Linked DNA regions of Mus musculus: region 1 is linked to region 2. The links are chromatin contacts, called in public HiChIP or PLAC-seq maps. All regions are on one chromosome and are shown on one strand. Each heading gives the region's core, a stretch centred on a gene start, on an enhancer-like site or on the middle of the called end of the contact. The rest is flanking DNA. Distances are from core to core; before and after follow the strand shown. Region 1 holds the start of Enox2 (ecto-NOX disulfide-thiol exchanger 2). Region 2 overlaps Enox2 (ecto-NOX disulfide-thiol exchanger 2).

The links. HiChIP or PLAC-seq counts read pairs in DNA pulled down with a chosen protein or histone mark.
Region 1: an H3K27ac HiChIP or PLAC-seq map of bone marrow-derived dendritic cells shows a contact between it and region 2, with 2.7 times the contacts expected there. The contact joins the promoter of Enox2 here to the enhancer-like site in region 2. A contact is called at or near these places in 2 of 39 promoter capture datasets (the C10 cell line and hippocampal neurons), 2 of 484 Hi-C or Micro-C datasets (the CH12 cell line and macrophages), 2 of 115 datasets of contacts at active chromatin or transcription factors (bone marrow-derived dendritic cells and microglia) and 2 of 9 other capture datasets (macrophages and pancreatic islet).

What each region holds. Positions count from the first base shown.
Region 1 is chrX:49,284,756-49,291,847 of GRCm38.p6, reverse strand. It overlaps Enox2 (ecto-NOX disulfide-thiol exchanger 2), which reads left to right and starts at 3,606. Exons shown (of 16, transcript NM_001271447.1): 1 at 3,606-3,747; 2 at 4,944-5,003. It overlaps Gm39513 (a long non-coding RNA gene), which reads right to left and starts at 4,932. Exons shown (of 2, transcript XR_882305.2): 1 at 3,558-4,932.
Region 2 is chrX:49,194,039-49,200,983 of GRCm38.p6, reverse strand. The region is part of intron 2 of Enox2 (ecto-NOX disulfide-thiol exchanger 2); the gene reads left to right. Among named protein-coding and RNA genes, the nearest start is that of Gm39513, 89 kb to the left of the region's middle. Within about 2 kb of position 4,648, at least 14 of the 459 cell types and tissues checked have an H3K27ac peak or open chromatin away from gene starts, as enhancers often do. A contact at or near this core is called in bone marrow-derived dendritic cells, where this site is marked.

The DNA.
Region 1 (7,092 bases), core at 2,357-4,856, 92 kb before region 2:
ACTCCAAAACAAGAGATAATCCTGGCTTTTACTAAGTCTCAATTCTAGAAATAAAAGTGATTGCAATATTGACTAAAAGCTAAAGTGAACCTTGGGAACTAATATTTAATGTGGTGTATAAAAAAGCTGGTCTACAGACTGAGCCCTGGTGAAACTCTTAGAACCAGGGTTCTTATGCATTGTGTTTCCAATGAGGTATAACCCAGGCCATTCTGGATGACTGTCCACCTCAGTGTGGGTTTTTACACTTATCAAAGCATCAAATTGGTCCATTGGCTAAAACTATAACTTTGGAGTCTAATATCAGTATCAAGTTCAATAGTAATATTTACTTGATGGCCCACTACCATGGCACACAATGGCCTGTAAATATAGCTACAGATAAACTACAACTTATCCTGAGACAAGATTTAAATCAAACATTCACATTGCAAACCTGAATCTAACTGTAACGTCATGAGGTCTATACTGGCTCTGTAGAGAGTTTGAAAGTTTTCCTTTTAACTTCTCTCTGAATCCATCCAGCATTATTTACCAAGCATTATTTACCAATATTTCAGAAAAGGGCCACCACTTCATAAATTTGCCCAGCTATACAACAGTGTGTCAAAAAGTATACTAACAGTGAATCAAAGAGTATAGACTTTCTACATATGCCTGCCCACACATTTTAATAAGACACGAAGGAAATTTATACATATTCACATATACACATACTCAGAACAAGTAGCATATACATATATCCATATATACACACATACATATACAAGTATGTATGTATATGTATACACATATTACATACACACATATATGTATACACACACATACACATATACACACACATATACCCATTGGTCTTGTTTCTTTATATGCCCCTAATTAGTATATTGTCTTGTCTGTATCCCTTTTATCCCCCTCTCTACTCTTACTACTTGAGATAAGACTTCAAGCACTATGTGAATGGGGAGGGGGAGCATGGACATCATTGTCTGTTACATAATTTTTGTGGAAATGCTTTGGGTCTTTTCTGTTTTGCATGATATTGACTGTGGTAGGCACACCAAGAATTTTATCATGAAAGGATGTTAGATTTTATAAGAAGCCTTTTCTGTATCTAGTGAGAAAACATGTGGTTACAACCCTTGAGTCTCCTTAGGTCATGGGTTACATTTACTGGTTTACATATGTTGAAACATCTCTGTATCTCTAGGATGAGGCCAGCTGGGCGGTAGTGGATGAACTCTTTGATGTGCTCTTGAATTTTACAAATTCATATTCCACTAAAAAGAAAAATCTAAAATGAGTGGATAAACTTCTAGATACATATGACTTACCAAACGAGCTAAAACGAAGTAAGTAATATAAAGGGACCAATCAGATATACTTAATGAATCACTGAGCGTACACCTGATTAGTATTCCTGGATAACTTTTTGATGGGCAGCTATCTAGATATTTTATTGAGTATTTTCATCTATGTTCATCAGGGAGATTGGTCTGGATTTATTTATCACCTTTTTAGAATAAGGGTAACACTGATTTTATAAAAATAATTTGGAAACGTTCTTTCCTTCCCTATTTTATGGGATGATGAAAGGAGTATTGATATTAGTTCTTCTTTAATGGACAGGTAGTATTCTGTGCTGAATCTATCTGGTCTTGGGAATTTTTTAGCAGGGAGATTTATTATTCCTGCTTATAATTCATTGGTTGCTATGTGTTTCTTTATATTACTTCACCTTAGCTTAAGGTTGGTAAGTCATATGTATCTAGAAGTTTATCCACTTATTTTAGATTTTTCTTTTTAGTGGAACACGAATTTGTAATGTCCTCATGATTCCCTGAATTTCCTCACTATCTGTTGTAATTTCTCCCCTTTCATCTCTAATTTTATTAATTTGTATCATCTTTCTCTTTCTTTTAATTAATTTACAATCCCTTAATGTTTGTTTGCTTTGAAACACAGTCTCACTATGTATCTTTGGCTGGCTTGGAACTCATTATGAAAAGCAGTCAAACTTTGAATTCATAGAGGCTTGCCTGCTTCTACATCCTTAGTACTGAGAAAGATGTGGACCACCACACCTGGCTCTCTGTTTTCTTTTGCTTTTAATGTAGGCACTTAGTGCTATAAAACTTCCCCTTAGCCTAGCCTTTATCATGTGCTATTTGTTTTGATGTGTTGTTTTCCTTTTCCATCAATTCTAAGAATTAAAAATTTGTCTCCTTGAGTTTTTTGACCAAATTATCATCCAGTAGTGTGTTTTGCTTTTTTGAGTTTGTGTATTTCTTATAGTTTCTATTGCTGTTAATATCTACCCTTATTCTACTGTGATTCAATAAAATGTAGGATATTATTTCAAATTTTCTTTTCTTTGTTTGTTCAGTCTTGATTTGTGTCCTAACATGTTAATTTTGTAGAAGTTTCCATGGGCTGATGAGAAGAATATGTACTCTTTAGTGTCTGAGTGTAATTTCTGTAGATGTCTGTTCAGTCTATTTGATTTTTGATGTTGTGTAAACTCTAGAAATTCTCTGTTTAGTTTTCGTCCTGCTTTTTGGTGGGAGTGGGGTTTTAAGGTCACCTACTTTAAATGTGTTTGCATTAGTATGTGTTTTTAGATCTAATGTGTCTTTTATGAAGTTGGGTCTACTGGTGTTTATCCACCCATTTATTTACTGGTCTCTTGTTACATAGTTTTACTTAAAAGATGTTTTCTTGAAGATATGTAAGATATTTTTCTAGTTGTATTGTGCATCTGTTATGAGCTATAGCATTATACTAGTATATGGCAAAGCCATCAATCTTCAATACAAGAATACAGCTTAACTGCCTATCTATTTAGTAGATTTCTTTTGGTATCTCCACATCACATTTACATATTTAATTATGACAAGTCCTAAAGGAAAATATAATTCCCAATTAGAAGTACCTAGTTTTCTAATGACTCTAACAAAAGGCAAACTTTTACAAGGTATATTTTTAATTAAAAATTTAATCTTAACAAAACGGAAATGTATATGTTCATAGCACATGTGTTTAATTATGCATTTGAAGAGGCTTAGGCAGTAGGATTCTTAATTCAAAGCCAGTTCTAGGCTAGATAGCAGCATTCTTCCTTAAACAAAAAAATCAACCATACTCAGACTTCAAATGAAAATGTCAAATTATAATGCAATGCAAACATTCTTTCTCAAAACATAAATACTTTTCTAGTATTCAAAAGAATCTCGAACATTTATCTGTCTCTACAAGCTCTCTATACCTAAGCTTGAGGGTCCTTGCACACTAAACTACAATACCCATAACACTGTCCTGTATTTCAACTCAGGGTTTTCAGGAAGCTTGGTGTGAGAGGAATTGTGGGTATCTAGAAGAAAGCATTTTGACTTCATCTCCCAGAATCCTCTAGCATCCCTTGATACCTAAGCAAATATTGGATACTTCTGAGGAATAACAGTTTCCTGTGACCTCAAACTACATTTCCCATGAAGACACATGCTCGGGCCTCGCGGTTCTCTGATGCCCTAGCCAATGGGAGAGGCTTCAATAGTCACCTGGTAGGTTAGAGTCCAGCTATTGGGCCCCATTGCCTGGCCTAGGCCATCTAGTAGAAGGTGCACGGTTGGGAAGACAGTTGTGGGGCACACCCCACCCTGAGGGCACTCCGGGTCCAGGAACTTCCGAGCGGGTCCGATTTTCCGCGGCTGTTTAAGGAGTAGCGCTTCGGTAGCCGGGGAGCTGGAGGTCAGCGAGGCAGAAAGCCCGAGTGGCAGTGGCCGGGGACTGTGGGACCGAGGGGGTCTAGGGAGGAGGGTGCTTCCGGGGCCGCAATCTTTGGCGCCTAACTCCGCCCAGCCCGCTTCTTCATGGGTGGTGGGTGCCTTGACTGGAGTTGGGGGGCAGGCACCAGTTGCCTTAGCATCCAAAGCACAAGCACGTCCCCCCTCCTCCCAACTCTTCTCTTATTTCCTACCTCCACCCGCCCCTCTCCCCACCACCCAGCGCAGGCTCCTTCTTAGGATGAGAGAGCCTCCAAAAAGTGGCATCTGGATTCCCCTTCAGGCAGGAGTTGGGTGCTCTGTTCCCGCCTTTAATTTGTTGCTCAGCTCTGAGCACCTACCACTGCAAGTACACACACAAACCCCACTCGACCCCACCCTGCACCCCCGTTTCCTCTAGGCGAGTGGAAATTCCTTGCTAAACCCAGGGCTTGATTTTCTGTCAATTTCCATTTCTGCTTCCTGATAATGAGGTGTTCTCTCTCTCTCTTTCTCTCTCTCAATCTCTTTCTCTTGGCTCATCTCTTTTTACTGGCCTTTTTCAACTAGTCATTGGAGTGGAAAAGGTGTCCTTCAATTTCCAGAAGGGATAGGAAGCAGAAAAAAAAAGAATCTTACTTTTGAGAAATACACAATTAAGGTTCAGTACAGTGTTCTAGTGAGGGTAGAGGGCAAATTGGACCATTTAAAAACCTGGAGCATATTAAGGGCTTCCAGCAAAATCTGATTAACACCAATAGATAGAATTGAGAGGCTGCTTTGTAAAAGTTCTAGCCTAACTCAGAGCTTCCTGACGTCTTGAAACTTACTCTTTCCTTAGAACAATCCTAGTATGCTTTGTGGAAGAGGTTGCCTTTCATTTGGGCTCCAGTGGTTTAAAAGAGATTCAAAAGGAGCATAAGAGGAAGAAAATGCTTCTTGATGATGCAGGACTTGGCGAATAAGAAGTGGGGGATGGAAAAGGAAGGAGTGTATGACAGAGGCACACATGGTTCTAGAAGAGGTATCAGCAGGGATATATTGGGAGATAATACTAGGATAATATTGGGAGATCATAGTGACATGACAGGTAGAAGAATATGCAAAGTTTGAATTTATTCTGTATTGAATAAAATTAAAGACAAAAAAATTAAGACTGGGTGATTTTCCTTTTCATCCTAGGGGAACCTGATTTGAGATCAATTCTTGGAGAACACAAAGAAGTGTGGTGGTATGTTCCAGGTGTGAGTTTAAATATAAGGAGAAACTTTTGTCTTGTAGATGTTTTATTTGTGGCTAATCTTCGCCACAACCTGTATCTGTCAATTAGAAAGCAAAGTGCCATAAACATAATAAGAAATGAGTTTGCTGTCCTTGTGTAGCAGAATACCTGAATTGTAACCATCTGATTAGAAGACAGTATTGACTCCTATTTATTGAGCCCACATAATGTCCAAGAATCATAAGCACTTAGTGACACTGTCTGAGAGTCTTATATGTACTATTATTTCCACTATTTCTCTAGAAGAAGAAACTAAACTGGGTATTTTAAGCAAATATCTAAAGACAAATAGATTAGAGATAATCGAGGTGGAGTTTTGATGTACAAACTTCTGACTTGAACGCCCATGCTCTTCGCCCATGGTTTCCTAGTTCTGATGTGTATTTTTGTTCATGATTTTCCAACTGTGGCAAGGAAAGATTAAGGTACAATTGTTCATCCTGGAAGAAACCCAAATGAGTCATTTGGATTTTTGTGTCAGAGTGTGTCTGCTGTAAAGTCGTTGCCAATACCACATTAGATTAACTGTTATAACCATAGTTGATTATGCCTGCCAAAATTATAGTCAATGTTTCTTTTTCTAAATTAGATGATTCTATACAAAAAATTATGTCCAACCTTTACATCATTTGGGTGTAGACAGTTCTTTGGGTTTTATTTCATTTCAGCTTTTTCAAGGGGACCCAGGTTACTAGATGTCCTCTGGGACCCGAGTACACGTGAAATACAAGAAGATACAATCGAATACAAGGCCTGAACCCTCACTGGATTTCGGGGAGCTAGGTGACCACAGTTGTGAGGTACCATGGAGTAGAAGATTGTAGGAGAATGGAAACAGGTAGACAGCATTGTGATATGGTGAGGAAAGAGTAGCTAATCAGAGGAGGAGGTTATGGAAACGTCTTTTGTGAGGAGGTGACATGACAGGCCTTGAGGGAATAAGGAGTTTGCAGGGCAAAGAAGGGTAGAGAGGAGCCATTAGAGATAAAGGAATCACTCTGAACGATGTGTGTCTCTATAAGAGTAGAGTGTGAACAGTTCGTCACAGCTGGGTACAGATGTCTAGGATAAGGAAGGTCCAAGCAAAGCACGCTACAGCATTTTGAGCATGATTTTTGAAGAATCAGCTGTAATGGTACTGAATATGAATACACAGGCCCATTGGCTGTCCAAATGGGGTGCATAGACCAGTGGTAGTTATGTGGTGCTCTCACTCACATTTAAAAGTTCATTTGTTGCATACTTGAATGTATCAGAAAAAAAAAAACATCTGGATTAGCTCATCAAACCTAAGGTTGCATAGGACTTGATCTAATAAAAATAGAAACTACATTAGTCTTAAGTTGATCTAAGGACAAATATTCAGTAAGAGTGTGACTATGTTCAGCATCACCAAGTTATAACCTCATGTAATTAGATATAAGGAATCCAGTAGGAAATAGAAAATAACGTGACATTTTCAGGAAGGGTGCATCACTAGCACATTTTCACATTTTTAAGGTGACAGGGGAAAGGACAGAGTGGAGCTACTTATTAGTTAGAATTAGGAGGAATTGGTACATGTAAATATTATTCTATTAGTGTTACTACTTGCTTGGTATTTATCTTTTATGATGAGCATAATATTGCCAGAGCATGCTATTTCATGCATTAAGGTGGCAGCCGGGTGATGGTTACTCTTCAGGCGAGTGGATTTGGGTTATGCAAAACCATACTTCTTACCTCACTGAGTGCTACTGAGACTCTTCAAAATTCAATTGACATATGACCATCTCTGGGAAGCCTTTCCAAGAAACAACCCACATATGCATGAATGCACACACAAGGCAGGGTTAGTGTTCTCCCTGCTGTAGGACCCATACTATTTCTAGTCTACAGTAGCTCATGCTGTAGTATCATTCTCTGGATGTTGCTTTCTCAGTTGGTTGTAAGCTCCCGAGGGCAGGGACCATCCATATCTTGGTTGTCTCTATACACTTAGAAAGAGCACCTGGGACAAAAGACATCTAAGAAGCGGTTATTGTATGGCAAACCATAACAACATCCCCA
Region 2 (6,945 bases), core at 3,399-5,898:
TGTCAGATTTAGAAGTTCTCTGGTGGAATTTTTTGGGTTACTTTTTTTTTATTAGATATTTTCTTTATTTACATTTCAAATGTTATCCCCTTTCCTAGTTTCCCCACTGAAAATCCCCTATCCCCTCCCCCTCCCCATTCTCCCCGACCCACCCACTCCCATTCCCTGTCCTGTCATTCCCCTATACTGGGGCATAGAACCTTCACAGGGCCTAGGGCCTCTCCTCCCATTGATGACCGACTAGGCCATCCTCTGCTACATATACAGCTAGAGCCACAAGTTCTACCATGTGTTTTCTTTGATTGGTGGTTTAGTTTGAAGGGTTTACTTAAGTATACTATCATATCATCTGCAAATAGTGATATTTTGACTTCTTCCTTTCCAATTTGTAACCCTTTCACCTTCTTTTGTTGTGTAACTGCTCTGGCTAGGACTTAGTACTATATTGAATAGGTAGGGAGAAAGTGGACAGCCTTGTCTAGTCCCTGATTTTAGTGGGATTGCTTCCAGTTTCTCTCCATTTAGTTTGATGTTGGCTACTGGTTTGCTGTACATTGCTTTTATTATGTTTAGGTATGGGCCTTGAATTCCTGATCTTTCCAAGCCTTTTATCATGGATGGGTTTTGGATTTTGTCAAATGCTTTCTCAGCATCTACTGAGATGATCATGTGGTTTTTGTTTTTGATTCTGTTTATATGGTGGCTTACATTGATGGATTTCTTTTTTAATTTAATTTTATTTGTAATTCATTTTTTACACTTCATATTCCATTCCCCACCCCTCCCCATCCACCCTCTGACTGCTCCACATCCCACACCTCCTCCCCGCCCACCCTGTCTCTATGTGGATGCCCCCACCCCCTACACCACCTGACCTCTAAACTCCCTGGAGCCTCCAGTCTCTTGAGTGTTAGGTGCATCATCTCTGAATGAACACAGAACTGGAAGTTTTTACTTGTATGTGTGTTGGGGGCCTCATATTAGTTGGTGTATGTTCTCTGTTTGTGGTCCAGTGTTTGAAAAATCTTGGGGGGTCCAAATTAATTAAGACTGCTGGTCCTCCTACAGGATCTCCCTTCTCCTCAGCTTCTTTCAGCATTTACCTAATTCTACAACAGGAGTCAGCTGCTTCTGTCCATTGGTTGGGTGCAAATATCTGCATCTGACTCTCTCAGCTGCTTGTTGGGTCTTTTGGAAGGCAGTCATGATAGGTCCCTTTTTGTGAGTGTTCCAACTCCAACTCAAGGAGGGAAACTACACCCTAGAAAACGTAAGAAAGTAATCTTTCAACAAACCTAAAAGAAGATAGCCACAGGAACAGAATTATACCTTTAACAACAAAAATAACAGGAAGAAACAATCACTATTTATTAACATCTCTTAATATCAATGGACTCAATTCCTCAATAAAAAGACAGAGTAACAGACTGGATAAGTAAACAGGACCCAACATTTTGCTGCATACAGGAAACACAGACTATCTCAGAGTAAAAGGCTAGAAAACAGTGCTCCAAGCAAATGGTCTCAAGAAACAAGCTGGAGTAGCCATTCTAATATCAAATAAAATTGACTTTCTACCTAAAGCTATCAAAAAAAAAGGAAGGACACTTCATACTCATCGAAGGTAAAATCTACCAAGATGAACTCTCAATTCTGAACATCTATTCTCCAAATAAAAGAAACATTGTACCCCACACAATAATAGTGGGAGACTTCAACACCCCACTCTCAGCATTGGACAGATCATGGAAACAGAAACTAAACAGAAATACAGTGAAACTAATAGAAGTTATGAACCAAATGGATTTAACAGCTATGTACAGAACATTTTATCTTAAAGCAAAAGAATATACCTCCTTCTCAACACCTCATGGTACCTTCTCCAAAACCTGTTTTCACTCAGCATTGTGTTTTTTACACTTACCTGTGTTATATGCTAACTCCGTTCCCTTCCATTTTAAACAACTGTACAAACACTGATACAAGCACTGATTGAGCAGCTTCTCAATCCTTTCCTCCTTTTCTGTCCATAGGCTATTTTTAGATTGTTTGTTTTTAAACTAGCATAAGAAGTTCTTACCGGTCTCTTTCAAGTGCACAAGATGTCTTTCATTTTGAAGTGGTATTGCTGGGTTGTGGCATGTACAATGCCAATTCTGCCAGTTCTCCAAGCCCTTGTAGTACTTCATCCTTCCTTAAGTAGTATGTTATGATTCTTCTTTCTCCACATACTGTAGTCCTCAAGATTATAAGATAGAAACATCTTTTCAATGTTGTGAGTAAGAAATAGTCACTATTTTCTTATGTGTATTTCATATTTATTATTGAGGTTTATGATCATTCTGTGTATTTATTGAACATAACTTTTATCTTTTATTATGGTCAGTTTTTTCTTATGACATAAATGATATACCTACTCTATATATTAATCCCTATTTTAAAAAATATCATTTCATACTCCACAGCTTGTCTTTTAACTTTACTTAATGCTTCCTTTATTAAGCAGGCCTTTTATTCTTTAAATAGAAAACTTTATAAAAGAGTGTATTACCCGCAGTACTTCTCATTAAAATTAAATGAAGCAACTTAAAGTTGGGAGATTGGTTACAAACGTACAACAGTTTTGATCAGTGAAAATATACCTTCAAAAGACCATTAAAGAAAACTATAAATGTTAACATGAACAATGCCCTGTGTTCAATCTCCCATACTGTTCCCTAAATAAAAACTAAATAAAGATATGGAAGACCTACATACAGCTAACATATTTTGGTTTGTGTATTTGGAAGGGGGTTCGTATTTGCCATGGCACATGTTCAGAGGTTAGATGACCGCTTGGAGCAATCCATTCTCCACTCCCACTGTGTGGGTTGCTGGGATTGAACACAGTTTTTCAGGCTTCATAGTACTCAGTTCTACCCATCTAGCCAGACCAATAATATGTTTTAGACGCTAAAATTTATGAAAACTGCTTTCATATTATTTGAGTGCTTTCAATTTGAGAGACGAAAATAAGGAAATACTTTAGTATCTTCTTTAAGCTAAACTAAAATAGTGTCCTAATTGATCTCAGTGTCAATTCCTTTCTTGATAATTATACATCTTAGCCATGTCACTTTTTCCTCTCCATTTTTCATATATAAGGTAAGTTCTGTAATGTGGATTCTAATATATATTCTACCTCTTAATGTTGTGTGATATTAGAAATATTAATGAATGACTTGGAGGTATTCTTTTTTTTAAATTGGGTATTTATTTCATTTACATTTCCAATGCTATCCCAAAAGTCCCCCACATGCTCCCCCACCCACTCCCCCACCCACTCACTCCCACTTTTTGGCCCTGGTGTTCCCCTGTACTGAGGCATATAAAGTTTGCAAGTCGAATGGGCCTCTCTTTCCACTGATGGCCGACTAGGCCATCTTCTGATTCATATGCAGCTAGAGACACGAGCTCTGGGGGGTATTGGTTAGTTCATATTGTTGTTCCACCTATAGGATTGCAGATCCCTTCAGCTTTCTCTAGCTCCTCCATTTTGGGCCCTGTGATCCATCCAATAGCTGACTGTGAGCATCCACTTCTGTGTTTTCCAGGCCCCGGCATGGTCTCACAAGAGACAGCCATATCTGGGTTCTTTCAGCAAAATCTTGCCAGTGTATGCAATGGTGTCAGCGTTTGGAAGCTGATTATGGGATGGATCCCAGATATGGCAGTCTCTAGACTTGGAGGTATTCTTATGGCTTCAAACTTTCATTAAGAATTTCTGTCAATTTTAGATCATGCAGATTTTCTCAGAAATTCCACTAGTATCTCATAAAAAGGCTTCTACTACACATCTACAATCCCACATGAATGCTGGAAGTCCTTGATATTTACGAAAATTTCCTAAGAAAAGAGAACATACTACGTAAGGCAGACAAGTTGTAGACGATCACAGCAAAAAGAAGAAATAAGGATACTGATGAATGTTCAGAGGGGATATACTAGAGCCATAAGTTGATTTGTGATCAAAAATCAAAGCCAGAAAAGTTGTTTTGTTTTTGTTATATTAGTTGTTTTTCAGGAGGCTAGTATTTTTTTTCCTTGTCTTTGGAGGAAAGAATTCACAGGTTTTTTTTTTTTGTTGTTGTTGTTATTATTGTTTTCTGTTTTGATATTAGAATATAATGACATCATTTCTCCCTTCCCTTTTCTCTTTGCAATCCCCGCCCCCCTTGTACACCATCTCTGGCTCTCTTTCCAGTTCATAAAGTCTTGTTCTTGAATTCTTGTTAATTGTTAAACTCAGCATATTGTTCAGACTTCATTCAGAGGTTTCTGTTCCTCGGGCTCCTCTCATCTCTCTGCCCCCACTTCTGCATTGAAACCCTAGTTGTATGTGTCACTTGGGACTGGGATCCACAGCTCTGCGTTTTAAGGAAGTAATGTCTATTATCTGCACAGGGGCATTTCATATATGTGGGGTTTTCCCTCAAATTCATCCATCATCAGTATCTGACATATAAACCACTGCCCTTTGTATTTATAACTATTTCTTTCTTTGTGTCTATCTCTGTCTTTGCCGCCAACCCCCATTCTCTTCTCCTCCCCCATTATATCCAGTGATTTCTTAAACAATGTCTACTTTCCATTTTCCCAGTTCTTTCATTTTGCAGTTGAATTGCCTTCTGTTTGACAAAGGCCTGCTTTTGTTAGAGGACTTTAGTGTGGGTGCTATTCTCCTGGAAGATTTGTTAAGTAATGCTGGAATGGACATGCACTTGTAGGCAATTCTGAAACTGATATCCATTTCCAAATGTAGAATTCAGAATAGAATGCTTACTTCCTCATCAGTGCCATTTTCCAGTGTGTGTAAGGCCTATAAGAACATGAGCTTTCCCTTGACTGTGCTTTAGTGTTCGGGACAGGAGTCTTTTCTCAGCAGCCCCCTTACTTTGCTGCTCCCTTTCCTTTCCAGCTGTTTTGCTAATTCCTGAGGACCCAGCTCATAAGCCATTACAAATGATGCCTACCTTCAAGAATTAGTCACTTCCTCTCTTTTCTTTTTTTTTTTTAAATATGATGGACAAAGATTGTAAATACTTTAACAACATAATGTTTTGAAATAATATGTACACATTGTTTGATGGCTAAATAAAGTATATTTTAAAGTCAATTATCTTTTGTGTGATGAATATACTTAAAATATACTCTTATTATATGTTACTGTGATAACCATGTCATAAAGTAAATTTCTTGAACTTGCTACTTCATCTAACTAAAAGTTTGTATCATTTGAACAAAACCTCCCAACCCCACTCCCAGAGTTGGTAGCCATCATTCAAATGTATGCTTATGTGCTTTTTAACCTTTTAGATTGCATATGTGAGATGATGCAGCCTTTGTCTTCATGTGCCTCACTGTAATGTCCTCCAGGATCACTCATATTAATGTAAATTTTAGTACTTCCTCCTTTAGAAAAATTATATGGTATTGTACTTACTGCATTTTTTATACATTCATTCATTTATGTATGTGCCTATTATTTCTGAATCATGGCCATTGTGACTGTTGCTTTAATGATCATAACAGTAGACATCTGAAATGTAGATTTTGCTTTCTTTGGATATAGATAAAATAGTGGGATTGCTAGACTATGCAGTAATTATTTATTTTTGAGGGATCTCCATGCTGTTTTACAAAGTGGTCCTACTAACTTACATTCCCACCAACAGTGTGCAAGAGCCTCCCTTCGCTTTATATTCTAGCCAATACTTACATTGCACCTTTTTGATACTGGGTATAATTACAGGTGTGAGGTTATAATTTGTTGTCATTTTAATTTACATTTTCCAGATGACTGATGACATTGATCATTGTTTTCATAATTTAGTAGACCAGTTCCATGGGAAATATTTTCTGTAGCAGAATAATAACAGTAAGTTAACTCCTGCGGGCTGTGAGTTCCTCACCCATGGGTTCTCAGCCATGTTTATAGTACTAGGCAAACATTTTCTTCAGTGAAGCAGACTTTAAAACCAATCAGGATTTGTTGGTAATATTTTAAATCTTAAATAGGAACAAAACTGGGTTTGAGGGAAGGGATCAATCCCCAGTCGCCTCCAAGCCTAAAAGGATAATAAATTTAATCAAATATATTTTCTTCTGTATGTTGAGATGAGCATAAAATTTATTTTGTAAATATGGTGATTGTAAGTTCTCCTCTAAGATCTATGACTTCAGTAGCCCTTGGTAGTTCACTAGGTTTCCAGCAGCAGGTATTATTTCCTTATTGTTGAGTGGATATTAAGTTCAATTAGAGAGATGGTGATTAACACCCAGATATGTGTGCCAGTACTGCATCCTTAGGGTTATAGTGCCATACTGCTCACTGTTGTGGTTCATAAGTGCTATATCTGGGTAAACTACTGGGTGAGCATTGCCAGCCCTGATGAAATGTAGTTGTCTGATTCTTCATGCTTGAGGTGCTGAACTAATATTGCAGCAAGTAAAAGGCCTGGATGTTTCAGGACCATAGTGGCTATGGTTAATCTCATCTGGATCTTGGAGTTAGAGAGACTGACCTGGCACCAGGCAGTTGCAGGTCCTGTATCTAATAGTGCTGGCCCGATGACTAGAACTTTAGTGGTGCTGGAGTAGTTCCTTGGGTGCCTTCTATGTGATGAGTTTTACTGAATCAGGCTTGATGTTGGGATCTAGAGCAAAGTCTGCTGCTCCCTTTCTTCTCCTTTTGCAGAAAAAAAAAAAATAGCATCTTTCTCCATTCTGTGTTAGCTGCAGTTGAGCTGGTGAGATGGCTCAGTGGGTAAGAGCACCCGACTGCTCTTCCAAAGGTTCAGAGTTCAAATCCCAGCAACCACATGGTGGCTCACAACCATCTGTAACAAGATCTGACTCCCTCTTCTGGAGTGTCTGAAGACAGCTACAGTGTACTTACATGTAATA